Regions from separate parts of the Zea mays genome. Here region 2 is linked to region 1. The links are chromatin contacts, called in public Hi-C maps. All regions are on one chromosome and are shown on one strand. Each heading gives the region's core, a stretch centred on a gene start, on an enhancer-like site or on the middle of the called end of the contact. The rest is flanking DNA. Distances are from core to core; before and after follow the strand shown.

Region 1 (7,338 bases), core at 1,505-4,004:
GTATCACTATGTGCCGACATTAGGTTTATAATAGAGTAGTATAGAAGTGAGAATTAAAAAATATATATATTTCATCAACTATTATCCTTTACACCCAAGTTACTTTGTATTCTAGTTTTCAAGCAAGACCTTTTCTACATGCCTTTTCTGCTACAAGGCTTGGCAAAAGAAAGGCATATCAACAAGTATTCCTTGGATGCAACCTACTGATCCAATTGAATAACCTTGGATGCAACCTACTGATCCAATTGAATAACTTATTGGGCAGAGAGCAGCAGTTAGCTTGTTACACAGCTAATACCTTCATATGAAACTGGATTTGTGGCAACTGTCATCGCAATTTGATGGCTCATATAATGACCTACAGGCTACAAGCAGGATGGTAACACAATATATCGCCAAATTATAGAGGTATTTAACAAAATTAAAATACAAGTTTCATTTTTTTTCTTATTTGCATGGGTGTTTTTAGTACCTTAGCTGCCACGTTTACTACATTGTGGCTATCTCAGAGTGGTTTCTGTATTAAAAAACGAACTCTATTAGGAAGCTAGAGCAAACTTCAGTTACGCATAAAAGAAATGCAATTGCCGAGACGTGATAAGCATTTCAAGTACTCATACTCAGGTGATTATCACAAGTAGACAAGTAGTTACTTGAAATCATAGGGATGTAAGCAGCTGAAAATAAACAAATGCTTAGTGTCCTGTAGTGTTTTTCAAGCGCTAGCCAACTTCTAAGTTATACTGATTAGACCGTTGAGGTCCAAATGTTGATGAGAACCCCGTTCCCCAGTCACCAGTCCATTTTTTTTTTCAAGCACTAATGGTTGGTTAGTTATTTCTGTTGCAAAATTTACCTTGCCTGCAATCTCTGTACTTCTGACCACTCGTCATTGTCTCCATTTGAGGCAGAAGGAATTTCTGGGGTCAAGTAAAGAGTTGTGTTATGAACATATAGATGGGATGTCATAGTTTTTACAGTAGAACAAGAACAGTATAGAGAGCAGCAATACCATTGGCATCCTTTGTAGCCTGATTACTCTCAAGCAAAGCCTATAGGTAGTTTAAGAGGTTGAGTACAATGAGAAACATTTCAATTATTATTTGCAAAAGAAACATTTTGATCATATTGAGGAAAATCATAGGAGTGAAAGGAAAACAATGTGTGCAACTAACTGAACCTCCTGCAGCTCCATCATGCTGCTCAAAGTATGTTTCGTCGAATTCAAAAGATCATCATATGCTTGCTCTATCTGCTTATCATGATTGCAAAACCTTGTTCTGATGGATTCCTGCAACAGCACAGTAGAAAACAAAATGGAGTTTAGAATTCAACTTAGCCACAATCCTGCATGAAAAGGGGGGACAATTAAAAAGAACCTAGGGAGATGCTTGCTACAACCTGGGGTAACTTGTTGGAAGTAGAAAACGCCTTCTGCAGCAAGAATCTCATTTCCATGGTCTTGTCCCATATCGCCTTGAAGGAGCATAAATCAAACAAAGGTAAGAATTTTGACAAGATTATATATATGTAGCACATGTTAATACCAAGATGCAAAGAAGGTGGGTCAGCACCTTCTGGTTTTTGACTGCTTGACCTCTCAAGGCATCCTCCTCTCTGTGTTCGTTCATCATCTTTCAAACTATATCTATACAAGGCTTCAGTTGAAGAATCCCCAAATTTGGCTCTGCCCTTAGCTAGTTTGATCTCCACAGTACAACAAACTGAATGGAAGAAAACAAACCTTACCTGTTGCAAAACAAAACAAAACAAAACAGTAAAATCACTTGACTTCAGAGTTGAAACAAAACCGGTATTCACATGTGTAGCACTGATGCATATACAAATACCTTTATCAGAAACATGAAGATACGTGAATACATTATTTTCTTAATAAAAGTCACGATAGAATACATGCAAGTTTTTTTAGAAATAAATAAATGATGAAGCATACTACAATTCTAAAAGTAGCAGTGCAGCAGGAACATTCAAATTGCCCTACATTCTTGATACTGTGCTGCTTTGCTCTTATTTCCAATAAACCAAACACTCAAAATCAGGTCACGTGACCAGATGATTTGACTATGGGTGAGGGGACAAGACAGGACTACGAGAGAAGGAATTGAGAAGCAACTCGTCGCTGACTTGCAGATGGCTCACCGTGGATTTACTATGGGCAGGCAGTGGCAGACACAGAAATGAGGCAAGGGGGTAAAATCAAAAAATTATAATTATAAGGCTAGAAATCTTACTACAGTCAAACCAAAATACATAATCCTAAAATAAAGAGCACAAATAATGACATCGATTGAAAATACTTAAACAACATGGTGGTAGAAAAATACCGTACGGTGCCGTTTTTTAGAAAGTAACAGTTGGCACTCATCAATCAAAATAGGATGCGTTGATGCAACGATAATAATCAATAATCAGTAAATATTACTCGCTGTCTGGCTCACTGTGCAGTGCAGCACAGGGGCCGAACGTGCAAGGGCAGAAGCAGGGGCACTGCGGCCGCTTGGGAGCTGGGCGCCTGCTGGACAATAGACGCTGGCGAGTAGGTAGCTAGCCGAGGAAGCGAGGTCGGCCAGACCGCCTGACGGGTTCGAGAGGTAGGGGCGCCGCCACGGAAGACGCAGGCAGGCGCAGGCGCGGCCGTCGCTACTCGCTCGAGACTCGGGATTAGGTGGACGGCCGGGTGGGGGCTGGGCCGAAGGAGAGGAAACCGTGGGTGAATTCTCCGCGGGGGAATACCTCCTCATCCTCTCTCCGCGACGAAAAAAATTACTTGTAGAGATCTCCGCAAACATTTACATAACATTTCTTCTCCATCCCATTCCTACAAAGATAAATCCATCTCTATCCGCGAGGGAATACCTCCTTATCCTCTCTCCGCGACGAAAAAATTTACTTGTAGAGATCTCCGCAAACACTTACATAACATTTCTTCTCCATCCCATTCCTACAAAGATAAATCCATCTCTATCCCTATTTAAATTATAATTAAGACATACATTCTTTGTTAGTAATATTAAACATTATCACGTATACACATTGTTTAATGTAAAAAATCATATATATACATCAAAATGAACATATTTATATAATTAGTGTTCTCTTTACAAGGTAATTATTTATTTTTGTTGTTAACTAGTACACAAAAACATAGTCGCGTGTAAGTTTAACGGGTCCGCAGGGAACAGGAATGGGAAATGCTTCCCGTCTCAATCCCTGTTTACCCATCGAGGGATAAAATTTCACGTTTATATCCTCGCGAGAAAGTTTCTTCCCCATCGGACAATGTTGCCAACAGACATAGCCTTTGAGGCACCCAGATTAACCTTTCAAAAGCATCACATAGGCAGAAGCAACCCGGCTTGAGAAGATTAATGTACTAGAAGAGAAACGTTTAAATGTTGTTGTTGGTCACTTGTTCTCAAATGTTGTAAATCGAGAACAAGGCAACACAATTATTAAGTATTAAGGACCTTCGTCTTCCGAAGCATTATCTCCTCGCGAGTATAATGATCATCAGATAAAGGTCGTGAAGAACATGTCTTTATCATATTATAGATAAATAAAAATAGATAAGGATAAATATAATGAATATAACTCATTGATTCCCTCATATTTACAATCCATAAAATATGTATGAGTATCAACAGAATTTGTATTACATTGATACATTCGGCTTGCTCGAAGGTGTTGATGCGAGAAAGATTACAAAACCAGTGTGAACAGTACAGTGCTACTGTTCATCTATTTATAGACACAGGACGTAGCCTAGGTAAAAGTATATTTATGTTCCTGACATTTACTTGTGATCGTAACATAAATCATTAAGGACTAAGTAGTATTTTTTCCCTTTCGGCCAGCATCGTCATCAGTCTTCATCACCATTATAAGTCGAAGTTGTTACTCTGTCAATAGCTTCGACATTTATTCTTATCATCTTTAGATCATATCTTCATCTCGTATGCCTTCATCGTGGGGGAAAGACTTCCATCCTGAAGACGAAGCTCCCTGTAATAGCTTATGCAAAAAGCAAATGGTTAATTATGTTTTTGAGGACCTTCGGAAGAGGAAGGCCCCCAACAGTTGTCATTCAGTCAGCCCGATATCAGCAAATCTTGAGACGCTACCATGCAAAGTAAGAGCACCTAGAGGGGTGAATAGGTGATCCTGCAAAAATTAACTCTAAATAACACAAACTTGGTTTATAGTGAGTATTAGTGAAAGCTAAAACCTAGTTGGTATGAGTAGAGATGGAGAGATGAGAACTCTTCACTTGATTGCTCCTTTGAAATGTGTATCAAACTTAGGAGCAATAATACAAGTGAATATGACAACTCAAGAAGACAAAAATCACAATAGAATGAATGGACAAGAGACATGGCGATTTTATCCCGTTGTTCGGCCAATGCCTACTCCACGTTGTGGTGACCTCCTTCGGTCAAGGGTTGCACTCAACCCCTCTCAAGTGATCCAAAGATCAAACTTGAGTACCATGATTACCTTCCTTATATCAAGTCCCGGTTGTGAGGAATTTTCACAAATTGGAGTCTCTCACGCCTTACACAAATGTTTACGATCAAAACGGAGTAAGGAGGGAGTAGAAACACAAATAAGAACACAATCGCAACAACAACACACACACAAGTCGAGAAAAGAGCGCAAGAATCACAGTTTAAGAACGCGCTCAAATCTCTATCTAATAAATTGACAGTGTGGTCGCGGTCTCAGAGTTGTAGAATGCTCAAGGTGTGCTTGTGTACTACTCAATGGCGCCTAGGGGGTCCTTTTATAACCCTAAAGGACCTAGGAGCCGTTGGAGCTCCATTTGGATGGCCCTGGTTGCATTCTGTCCACGGGTGCACCGGACTGTCTAGTGCACACCAGACACTGCATAGTGCAATGGCTACAAATCGTTGATTGTTCACCTTCTGCTTTTGTGGGGCAGCGGACGCTTCTGGTGGGTGGCACCGGACTGTCCGATGCACTTGTTGACGTTGGCTCCGGCTGACGTGTCAAGTAGCTGTTGACTAGTTGGTATACCAGACTGTCTGGTGCTCTGCGTGGACCTTCTGGTGAATTATAGTCGAAGTCTGTTTTTCCCGAGAGTAGCCCTTTCAGTCGGACTGTGCACCAGATTGTCCGGTGCTATGCAGACCAGTCCAAATTGCTCTTTTTCATTCTAATTCTCTTTTGCTCCTTTTGACTTATCTTCAAATAGTCCCTAGCAATTAGAAAAATATGATCAGTACCTAAAACAATTGACTAAGTGCTAAAAGCATACCTTTTCACTTGGAACCATATATATTTGTAGTATGCCCACTTTCAAGCCTAAAAGTGCCTTCCTCTCAATTTGCTTTAACTACCTATGCTCATTGCTCAATAAGATAATGTTAGTCCAAACATAATGTGTTGAGCATTTAATCACCAAAACTAAATAGAAATGGCCCAAGGGCACATTTTCCTTTCAATCTCCCCCTTTTTGGTTATTTATGCCAACACTCCTAAAAGCAACAAAAGAGGTACTAACATGATCGAATATGAGTCAACTTTTGGAAATTGAAGTCAAATGAAACACCAATAGAATAAGACTAAGATTTGGCATATTTAGATCATTTTGCCACCACTTGGTTTATTTTTGCAACACAAATTCATTTTTCACTTCTATGTCAAAAACACTTTGTTTTAGCAAATCAAAACGATTTGCAAGACTAGTTTTGATCAAAAGCCAAAAACTCCCCCTTTGGCCTTGATTTCTCCCCCTTTTGCAAGACTAACACAATCATTTTTGAAATTCATAAGTAGTAGTTGATCCAGTTGCTTTGGCCTTGATTTCTCCCCCTTTGGCATTAATCACCAAAATGGAGAAACTAGTGGCCTTTAAACCTCATTGCCTCACCAAAAATTGTGAATTAAAAGCAAGAAGGCAATAAATACTAAGGGCAACTTGAACATGATACGGTTATGAAGTGGAAGCCTTGTTTTATGTTCAAGTTCACCATTTCCCTTTCCATTCACATTTGAGACTACACCAAAACCACTTAAGCATATTGAAAGTCGCCTAGAGGGGGGTGAATAGGCGGAAACTGAAATTTATAAACTTAAAGCACAACTACAAGCCGGGGTTAGCGTTAGATTTAAAACCGAGTCCAAAAGAGAGGGGAAAACAAATCAACCAAAGAAATATAGTGGATGACACGATGATTTGTTTTACTGAGGTTCGGTTCTAAAGAACCTAGTCCTCGTTGAGGTGGTCACAAAGACCGGGTCTCTTTCAACCCTTTCCCTCTCTCAAACGGTCACCTAGACCGAGTGAGCTTTCTCCTTGATCAATGGGTCACTTAGACCCCTACAAGGACCACCACAACTTGGTGTCTCTTGTTTTGATTACAAGTGTCTTGAGAACAAGAAAGAGGAATAAGAAAGCGATCCAAGAACAAGAGCTTAAAGAACACGAGCAAAACTCTCTCTCTAGTCACTAGGTGTTTGGAATGTGTTTAGGACTTGGAGAGGCTTTGATTCTTTTGAATTGTGTCATGTATTGATTGCACTAGCTCTTGTATTGAATGAGATGTCTAAAAAACTTAGATGCTTGGAGTGGTTGTGGTTGGGGGGTATTTATAGCCCCAACCACCAATTCAACCGTTGGGGAGGTTGTCTGTCGATGGGCGCACCGGACAGTCCGGTGCGCCACCGGACACTGTCCGGTGCGCCAGCCACGTCGCCCCACCGTTAGGGTTCTAACAGTTTCGACAGTTGGAGCTCTGACATCTTGGGGCACCGGACAGTCCGGTGCCGCACCGGACAGGCACTGTTGAAAGTCGCCTAGAGGGGGGTGAATAGGCAAATCTGAAATTTATAAACTTTAAGCACAACTACAAGCCGGGGTTAGTGTTATAAATAAAGTCGAGTCCGAAATAGAGGGCGAAAACAAATTACAAGCAAATGAAAGCGGATGACACAGTGATTTGTTTACCGAGGTTCAGTTCTTGCAAACCTACTCCCCGTTGAGGTGGTCACAAAGACCGGGTCTCTTTCAACCCTTTCCCTCTCTCAAACGGTCACCTAGACCGAGTGAGCTTTTCTCCTTAATCAACGGGTCACTCAGACCCCTTACAAGGACCACCACAACTTGGTGTCTCTTGCGTTGATTACAAGTTGCTTGAGAACAAGAATGGAGGAAGAAAAAAAGCGATCCAAGCGACAAGAACTCAAATGAACACAAATATCTCTCTCACTAGTCACTAATTGTTTGGAGTGATATTGGACTTGGGAGAGGATTTCATCTTTTGATTGTGTCTTGGAGTGAAGTCTAGAGCTCTT
Region 2 (7,451 bases), core at 2,985-5,484, 230 kb after region 1:
TTCGCGCTCCGTCTCGCACCGACCCATCTGGGCTAGGGCACGCGGCGACAATTTACTCGTCGGTCCAGGGACCCCCGAGTTTCGAAACGCCGACAGGTTTCAACTGCGGATAACTGTCCTGAGTGACCGGAGGTCCCGAGATCCAGGCTCCAGGAAACGAAGCACTGTGGAACCAAGAGCACAAAAGACAAAGAGTCTCATTAGTTGTTGTGCTCTGTCTGTATGGCAGGTTGAGCGATATGCTCTTAATGAAGTCAATGCTATATGCAGGGAAATTGTCCTACAGAATTTCCTTAATGATTTCACCTATATGAGCTGACTGTGGGGTCGCAGTCCGGGAGAGAATGGGGTTTTCTCTCTAGTGAGTTCATGAATAGATATTAAAGGGCATGACCGTAATGCCCTGCCCCGTAAGAGAAGCAGATAATCTGCCTAGTACTATGTGCCTTTTGTGCAAAGATTCTCACACTAGGGTTTGTGGATCAAGGCATAGTCCTCCGCTTACTCGTGCAGGGTTGGAGTACACTCGAATAGGCTTTGGTTCAAACCTAACAAGTACCTCTGCCGAAAAGTAGTATATAAACAGTACGAGAGCTCAATGACATTGATCAGAAAATAAAAGTGAAAATGGTGGGGATTGTTGTCCATTTTATGGTTTTTCACTTTATTAAAAAAACCAGCCTGGTGGGCCGCTACAAGGCCTGCTGGCCGAGCAGCCCACCAGGGACGCACGTCTCTAGGGTTGGAAATGCCAGAGAAAAGATCGGCTCACGCAGAGAGGAGGAGTCTGTCCGAAGGGCGGCGGCGGCTGGAAACAGTTCCGCATACTTCGACGAAACTTTCGAGCGCTGATGCTGATCCGTCTGCCTCTTCCCCTTCTTGTCTCCATAAAAGGCATGGGCGATAAATCCTCTGGTGCTTCACCCTGGAAACGTGAGGCTCTCTGTTCTCTCTTTATTCCACCATTTCAGTCGCGATTTTGGATCGATTCTATCGTTCCTGGTGTTCTTGTGTTGAGCGAGCCGTTGGTGATTGGAAGTGGAAGAAAGTGGAGTTGCGCTCGTGTATTTCTTGCGCCCTGTTACTGTATTACAGCACCTGTGCGGTGCTGTTCTGATCTGGTCTCTGTCCACCATGGCCTGGTGCTTGGGCTCCCTGCTGCGCGATGTTCATCTTCTCGGGCTGGTGTCGTGGACGTCACCCTCGGCTCCGGCAGCGGCTCTAGTATCTCCGTCAACCTCCCGTCGTGCAGGCCCGGACGTGGGCGGCGGAATTGGTTTTCTAGGACATAACTTCGTGTTCACTGGGCTGATCTTCCCACGTAGACAATCTACGTGCTGTGAGTTATTCGTTGCCTCATTTTATTTACTGTTTAATTTTGTGCAATCTGCTAGTATTAAATATTTGGGTGTGATTGCACTGTTGTGGGCGGATTTGTGTGCTCGATGATGATAGCGGTGTAGTGAGACAACGTGACAGTCTGGGTATCAGTGTATTATCATTTTCAGCATTGATATTATTTGTGCCTAATTAAATCTCTATTTGTTGAGGCTGTTTACCTGTGTTAAATTCTGTTATTTTATTTAGTACACAGCTCCTTACTATTATTATTTACATTTGATTATTAGGCTTATTACATCTGATCTAAAACCCTGATTTGGTAAGATATGACTGTCACGTTAGTCGAGGATCTTTGATCACCCTTTAGCGTTGGAGGGCTGTCTAGTACAACAACCCGCTATTTTGAGAGCAATATTTTAAGATAAACAATCATGTTTATTTGTTTAATCTGCCTTCTTCATCTACAAGCCATGTTTAATTATCAAATGGACCTGGGTAGCTATGTTTCCCACGACAGTCCAAGTGTTTCAGCAATCAATAGATCATCCATAGTGGCCAACTTTGTTTCCTGTAAACATACAATGGTTGCACGGTGGTGGCCAACCATATCTCTGACAACCTGGCGCCTAGCAGGTGCATTTAGACCCCCTCACATTCCAATTCAACAAGACACAATTGCTTCTACTCATTGGGAAATTGGTGACACCACCACAAACATAGCTGGGCACTTGACGAAAACCAGCCATAGTTACAGATCCCCCTCCACACCACTGGGCAAAGGGAAGCCTGCAGACCTTTCACAGGAGCGTGATACAAATAGTGACAACATGCATAACTAAAGCACATAAAGCCGACCCCTAAATTAATGACGATTTGATGCATCCTAAGGCAGAAAAGTCCCCCAATAATTCTAAAACGAGAACTGCTAGTTTGCATTTGGGCTCGGGTAAGCGACATCAAAGAGTTCATCCACCGCGTGAACAACCTGCTCAGATGCTGGTTCATTGAACAGCTCCTTCAGACGTTTCTTGTGTTCCTCCTTGACTGAACTGCCGCTAGTGATGGTCTCCAATTTTTTCATAATAATCATCTGGCAACGGGCAATGGAGCCTAGCTTGGCTGCCGGTTTGAGTGCAAGCCTTGTGCTGACCCTGCGACGACTTGCACCCTGACCAGGGGAAGGAGCCGAAATACTTTCCTCATTATTTATCAGAAGTAATGGCGCCGATCTTGGGACGAAGTGCTCCTTTAGAAAAGCTTGGATGTCACGATCTTCATCCTGGACCTCTGAAATGGGTGTAGACATAGAGACCCCATTATCAGCTGTTGGTAGTATCATGGTGTCGTTGGTATGCTGGTGATCCTGAGAAGGGCCTTCAATCTGTGCCGGTGGAGAATCCAGTAGCCCAGCAGGCAGGAGGTTAAGGTCCTCGGCCGTATGCAAGGGGATTTGCACATCCGAACCAGAGGCATCTGCCGCGCCACACTCGCCCGACGGGCCCATGGGCAATGGCCACAACCAAGTATTGTCTGTAGCTGGAGGTGCCGGGATAGGAGCCGTACCAAAGGGAGCGGGCCCCGTGAGCAGGTCTGGCATTGCTGCCCCACTCCAGACTCCAGTAGCGTCCAGGAACGGAGCGCCTACCGGGCTCTGCACGCGAAGACGCCCATCCTACGCAGCGTCGCTGCCCGTGATGTTCATGGTGCCGAACATGGCATTTTTTTTAAGATTCAGGAGGGGAAGCTACTACTGAGATTTTATTGAAAATGAGAAAAGAAAATATTACAGCTTAGCTTGATTACAAAAGGTAATCTAAAAGATCTAATTAAGCAGTTTACAAGCATTGGAGCAAGTAGAACAACTCTTATATCTGCCACGAACTCGCCAATTCGGGATGGAAATGTCAAAATTCTCACGCGCTCTGTGAATTATCAACCGCAGCTTCTTACAGAATTCTTGCGTACAGTGATAAACCGAAGGATCTTTATTTGCAAACAGTCATTCATTTCGGCTTTTCCAAATGCTTCAAGTCATGAGAATAATAATCTCCATAGAGAAAAGGACGTTAAGTTGATGTTTAAGGTTTGCTGAGTCCTCCTCTCGATTAGTAATCCAAACATGGCATTAACACCCACCTCAAGGTCTGTAGCCGATTGTGTGCTGTGACTATAGATGTCCAATAAGCACGAGGCCCGTGAGCCTGGCACGAAGCCCGTTGTTTGGGCCCGGTCCGAGCCCGGCATGACTCGGTTCTAAGCGGGCCCGGGTCGGCCCGGCACGAATAAGCGGGCCGGGCTCGGACAAGAAACTAGGCACGGTGGGCTAGCCTGGCACGGCCCGTTTACCTCTAAGCCCGTTAAGCCCGCTTTTTTTTTACACTAAAACGTGTTTACCGGCCCGCATAGCCCGTTTTTCGGCCCGTTTTTTCGTGATAAACGGGCCGACCCGGCCCATTTAGGCCCGTTGCGGGCCGGACTCGAACAGGAAATTGAGCTCGCGTGCCTAGAAGGCCCGGCCCGGTTTTCTAACCGTGCCTAGTGGGCCGAGTCCAAAACGGGACGGGCTTCACCGGGCCTGGGCCAGGCCGGGAGGTCCATTTGGACATCTCTAGCTGTGACCGAGGCACTGTCGCGGGCAGGATCACACAGCAGCGGCCGTTTGTGCCCTGCACCGACGGGCACTGGCGCGAGCCAGATTAACAACACGGAGTTAATTAACTGACGTGGTTTTAGGAATAGCTGTTGAAGTTTAAAAAATTGTTAGATAATAATTAACTTAAATCAGGTCCTATTTTATTTTTAGGCCTTAATTATAGGAGTCCCTTTTGAGATGCTCTAACGTGATGTCATAGGGTGATTGTCTTCTGTTCTGTCTGGCAGTTTTTTTTTTTTTGAGAATCCGATTAGCGATCAAGGCTAGAATTGATTATTGCTCGCGGGCGACAAGTGTGGTGACGCGTCTCGATCCGCGCACCGCTTGGGCTTCTCGTAGGAGTACTGCTCAGCCTGTCACCGTCAGCGTATGTTCTTGTTCCAGTTCCTATTTTTACTCCAAGTCCACTAGGGATCCTATCCAGATTCGTGGGGACACCCTCTTCGAGTTCCAGGCTTCCAAGGTCCAACCTTCTCCTCTGAGGCCGTAGCATTTGTCTGGTTGGATTGGGTTGTTCCGCTTGGGTAGCCGGGTGGGATCGAAATCTGTGTGGCACCCATATGGCGGCGGTCGAGGGGACGAAGAAGAAGGTAATCATCGACACCGACCCCGGAATTGGTAGGTACCCGTCCTTGTGATTGCAATCATCGTCTTGGCTGTAGATCGATGGTGCTTCTTCTTGTTGTGGCGTTCGGATCGCAGTCCACTAACCGAACCGAACCACTGTTCGACGGAGCAGATGACGCGATGGCCATCTTCCTGGCGCTGCGGTCGCCGGAGCTGGAGGTGCTGGGCCTCACCACTACCTTCGGCAACGTACACACCGCCCTTGCCACGCGCAACGCGCTCCACCTGGTGCCGCCGCCTACCTTCCTTCCTCTCTCTCTCTCCCCCCACCCCCACACCCTGCTGGCCTGTTCCGCCCACTTCCAACCGCGGCTCACATTTGCTTCTGATGTGTGTGCTTCAGCTGGAGGCTGTTGGCAGGACTGACATCCCCGTGGCAGAGGGATCCCATGTAACGATCAAGGTAGCTATCATCGTCTCTTTGTTTCTGCTACCACGCTGAATCAATGTTCAATTGTCAACGTTGCAGCGCTATCATCAAACACAGAGAAAAAAAAAATCATAGAATCGCAGTGATCTAGCAAAGCCACAAACAGTTGAGATTGAGGGAACGCCATCGAGAGGATCATACTTCCTGCGTGTTCATCAGCAGCTTTCAACAAGGCTGTTTGTTCGTTCATTTACTTTGTCATCTGAATTGCTGTTTCTTTTTCGTTTTCACCTCTGTACACGGAGCACAGAAAGCCACCAAGCTGAGGATCGCAAGCTTCGTCCACGGTTCAGACGGCCTGGGAAACCAGGACTTCCCTCCACCAGCTACCAAGCCTGTAGATCAGTCTGCTGCTGCCTTCCTGGTTGAGCAGGCAAATCTGTACCCTGGTCAAGTTAGCGTTGTCGCCCTCGGCCCACTTACCAACCTTGCTCTGGTCTGCTCTCCAATCATCTCCTTCGTGGTTTCGTTAACCAGTACAGTTTCTGGCTTCTTTAAGTTGATCTTTTTTTTTTGGCAATCTCTGGTTACCCAGGCAGTCGAGCTTGACCCTGCGTTCCCGGAGAAGATAGGGCAGATTATTATTCTTGGCGGTGCGTATTCAGTTAATGGAAACGTGAACCCTGCAGCTGAGGCGAATGTGAGGGTTTCTCTCTTAATTTCTCTGATACATTCTGTAGTCCTTAGTTATCATTTGCTTGAGTCATCAATAATGGGTTCATGTTTATTCACAGATCTTTGGGGATCCCGACGCTGCAGATATCGTGTTCACCTGCGGCGCTGATATTTTGGCCGTGGGACTAAATGTAACCCACCAAGTGGTTCTAACCGGTAATTCTGCTGCATTTAAGGCTTACATTCTTTCTGCTCAGGATGTAGGCTGCATCAAGATCACAGACCAATGAGTATTAGAGCATGCAAGTACAATCATAATGGGTCTAACATGCTACATGTACCTTCTAATTTCACCTTACCCCACTATGACCGTCACAAGACCAGAGCTGAAAACAGCTACAGTTTGCTGCGTTATTACATCTGTGGTTTTCGATTTTGCAGATACTGATAGAATTCTTCTTGTATAACCTACTTCTCACTAGTCAATTGCAACACATTCATAAAAAAAGGACTTTGCAATATTACCAAATTGAAAGAGCAATTTCGCAGGCACGGTGCACTGCACATTGACCTTCGGTTCTTCTGCAGTATGATGTGTGAGTGTGTGACTTGTGATTGCTTTGCTAGCGGATTAGATCAAATTTATCCAAATGACAAGTAATCAAGATCTTGAACGATTCGAATTCTAGGCTATTTGGAAGTGGCCCAACCTGCCATGTATCACAACCCGATTTCCCTTGGTGCCTTGACACACATACACACACTGACACACACACCCTCCCCTCCTGTTGTTGCAGATGCTGACCGGGAAAAGCTTGAGCAGTGTGACAGCAAATACGCCCGCTACTTGTGCAAGCTAATGGGCGTTTATTTTGATTACCACAGGGACGGTTACTTCATAAAAGGTTCGTATACATTAGTGTCATCCAAGGAAAGGCAAAACTGGTTCTGTCAAAGTATTTGCAGCGGGGACAGAGTCGGATGCTGTGCAACCTTGTGAACTTTGACCTTCACGTTGAGATGTTTACACAGGAGCGTATCTTCACGATCCAACGACGGTTATTGCTGCGGTGAACCCATCGCTGCTGACTTACACAGAAGGCGTTGTGAGGGTACAGACAGTCGGGATCACCAAGGGCCTTACTGTTTTCGACAACACCAAGAAAAGGTTAGGGCCACTCTCTTTGTGTCTCTCAGACAGCCATGTCGCTGAAACAGGAGCAGTAGATAGGTTTTGATTTCCCTCTTAATCATATCTCGTACTATTATTATAGCGCGCTTGTGAATTCGATCCGTTCTTAAGTCCTGACGCCTGCTGAGTTCTCACTTTTGCCATGGTATACGATTGGCTCTGGTAGAATTGGGTAGGATTCAGTCTGGTGCGCTGAGCATCCCGAGTGCGTTTGCAGGTACGGAGAGATCACAGCCTGGAGTGGCATGCCCACCGTGAAGGTCGCTGTCACCGTCGATGCCCCTGCCGTGGTAGAGCTGATAGTGCAGAGGCTGATGACCGATGACTAGCAACAACGCCACCAGCTGATCCGGCCGCGTTGTCATTAGAACACGAGAATGCATTGCGTTGCATTGCATGTGGTTATGTGCGTGCTTGGTGTTTACGTACAGTTTATATATATATGCTTGATACGTTTGCTGATGCTTCTGAGAGAACATGATTAAATTAAATTAAACTTGATTAAATGAAATTGCCACCTGATGATGCCAGATAATGCTCCGCCTAGAGTGTTGCGAGAGACGAGGTTATAACTGTAAGATGAATGAAAAACC

Evidence for each region. Hi-C and Micro-C count contacts between places; a contact is called where the count stands out from the background.
Region 2: a Hi-C map of endosperm shows a contact between it and region 1, with 2.1 times the contacts expected there. The contact joins the promoter of LOC100193643 here to the promoter of LOC100283905 in region 1. A contact is called at or near these places in 4 of 25 Hi-C or Micro-C datasets (ear, endosperm, leaf and 1 more).

Annotation. Positions count from the first base shown.
Region 1 is chr3:33,645,496-33,652,833 of Zm-B73-REFERENCE-NAM-5.0, forward strand. It overlaps LOC100283905 (protein AATF), which reads right to left and starts at 2,755. Exons shown (of 12, transcript NM_001156803.2): 1 at 2,447-2,755; 2 at 1,578-1,752; 3 at 1,405-1,479; 4 at 1,184-1,294; 5 at 1,016-1,055; 6 at 860-923. The coding sequence starts at 1,637.
Region 2 is chr3:33,876,827-33,884,277 of Zm-B73-REFERENCE-NAM-5.0, forward strand. LOC100193643 reads left to right here and starts at 4,235. Exons shown (of 9, transcript NM_001138740.2): 1 at 4,235-4,612; 2 at 4,734-4,849; 3 at 4,965-5,024; 4 at 5,302-5,487; 5 at 5,587-5,691; 6 at 5,786-5,882; 7 at 6,464-6,571; 8 at 6,699-6,834; 9 at 7,076-7,319. The coding sequence starts at 4,555. The coding sequence ends at 7,187. LOC103649937 (GDSL esterase/lipase At1g33811) reads right to left here. Exons shown (of 2, transcript XM_008675624.3): 2 at 7,337-7,451.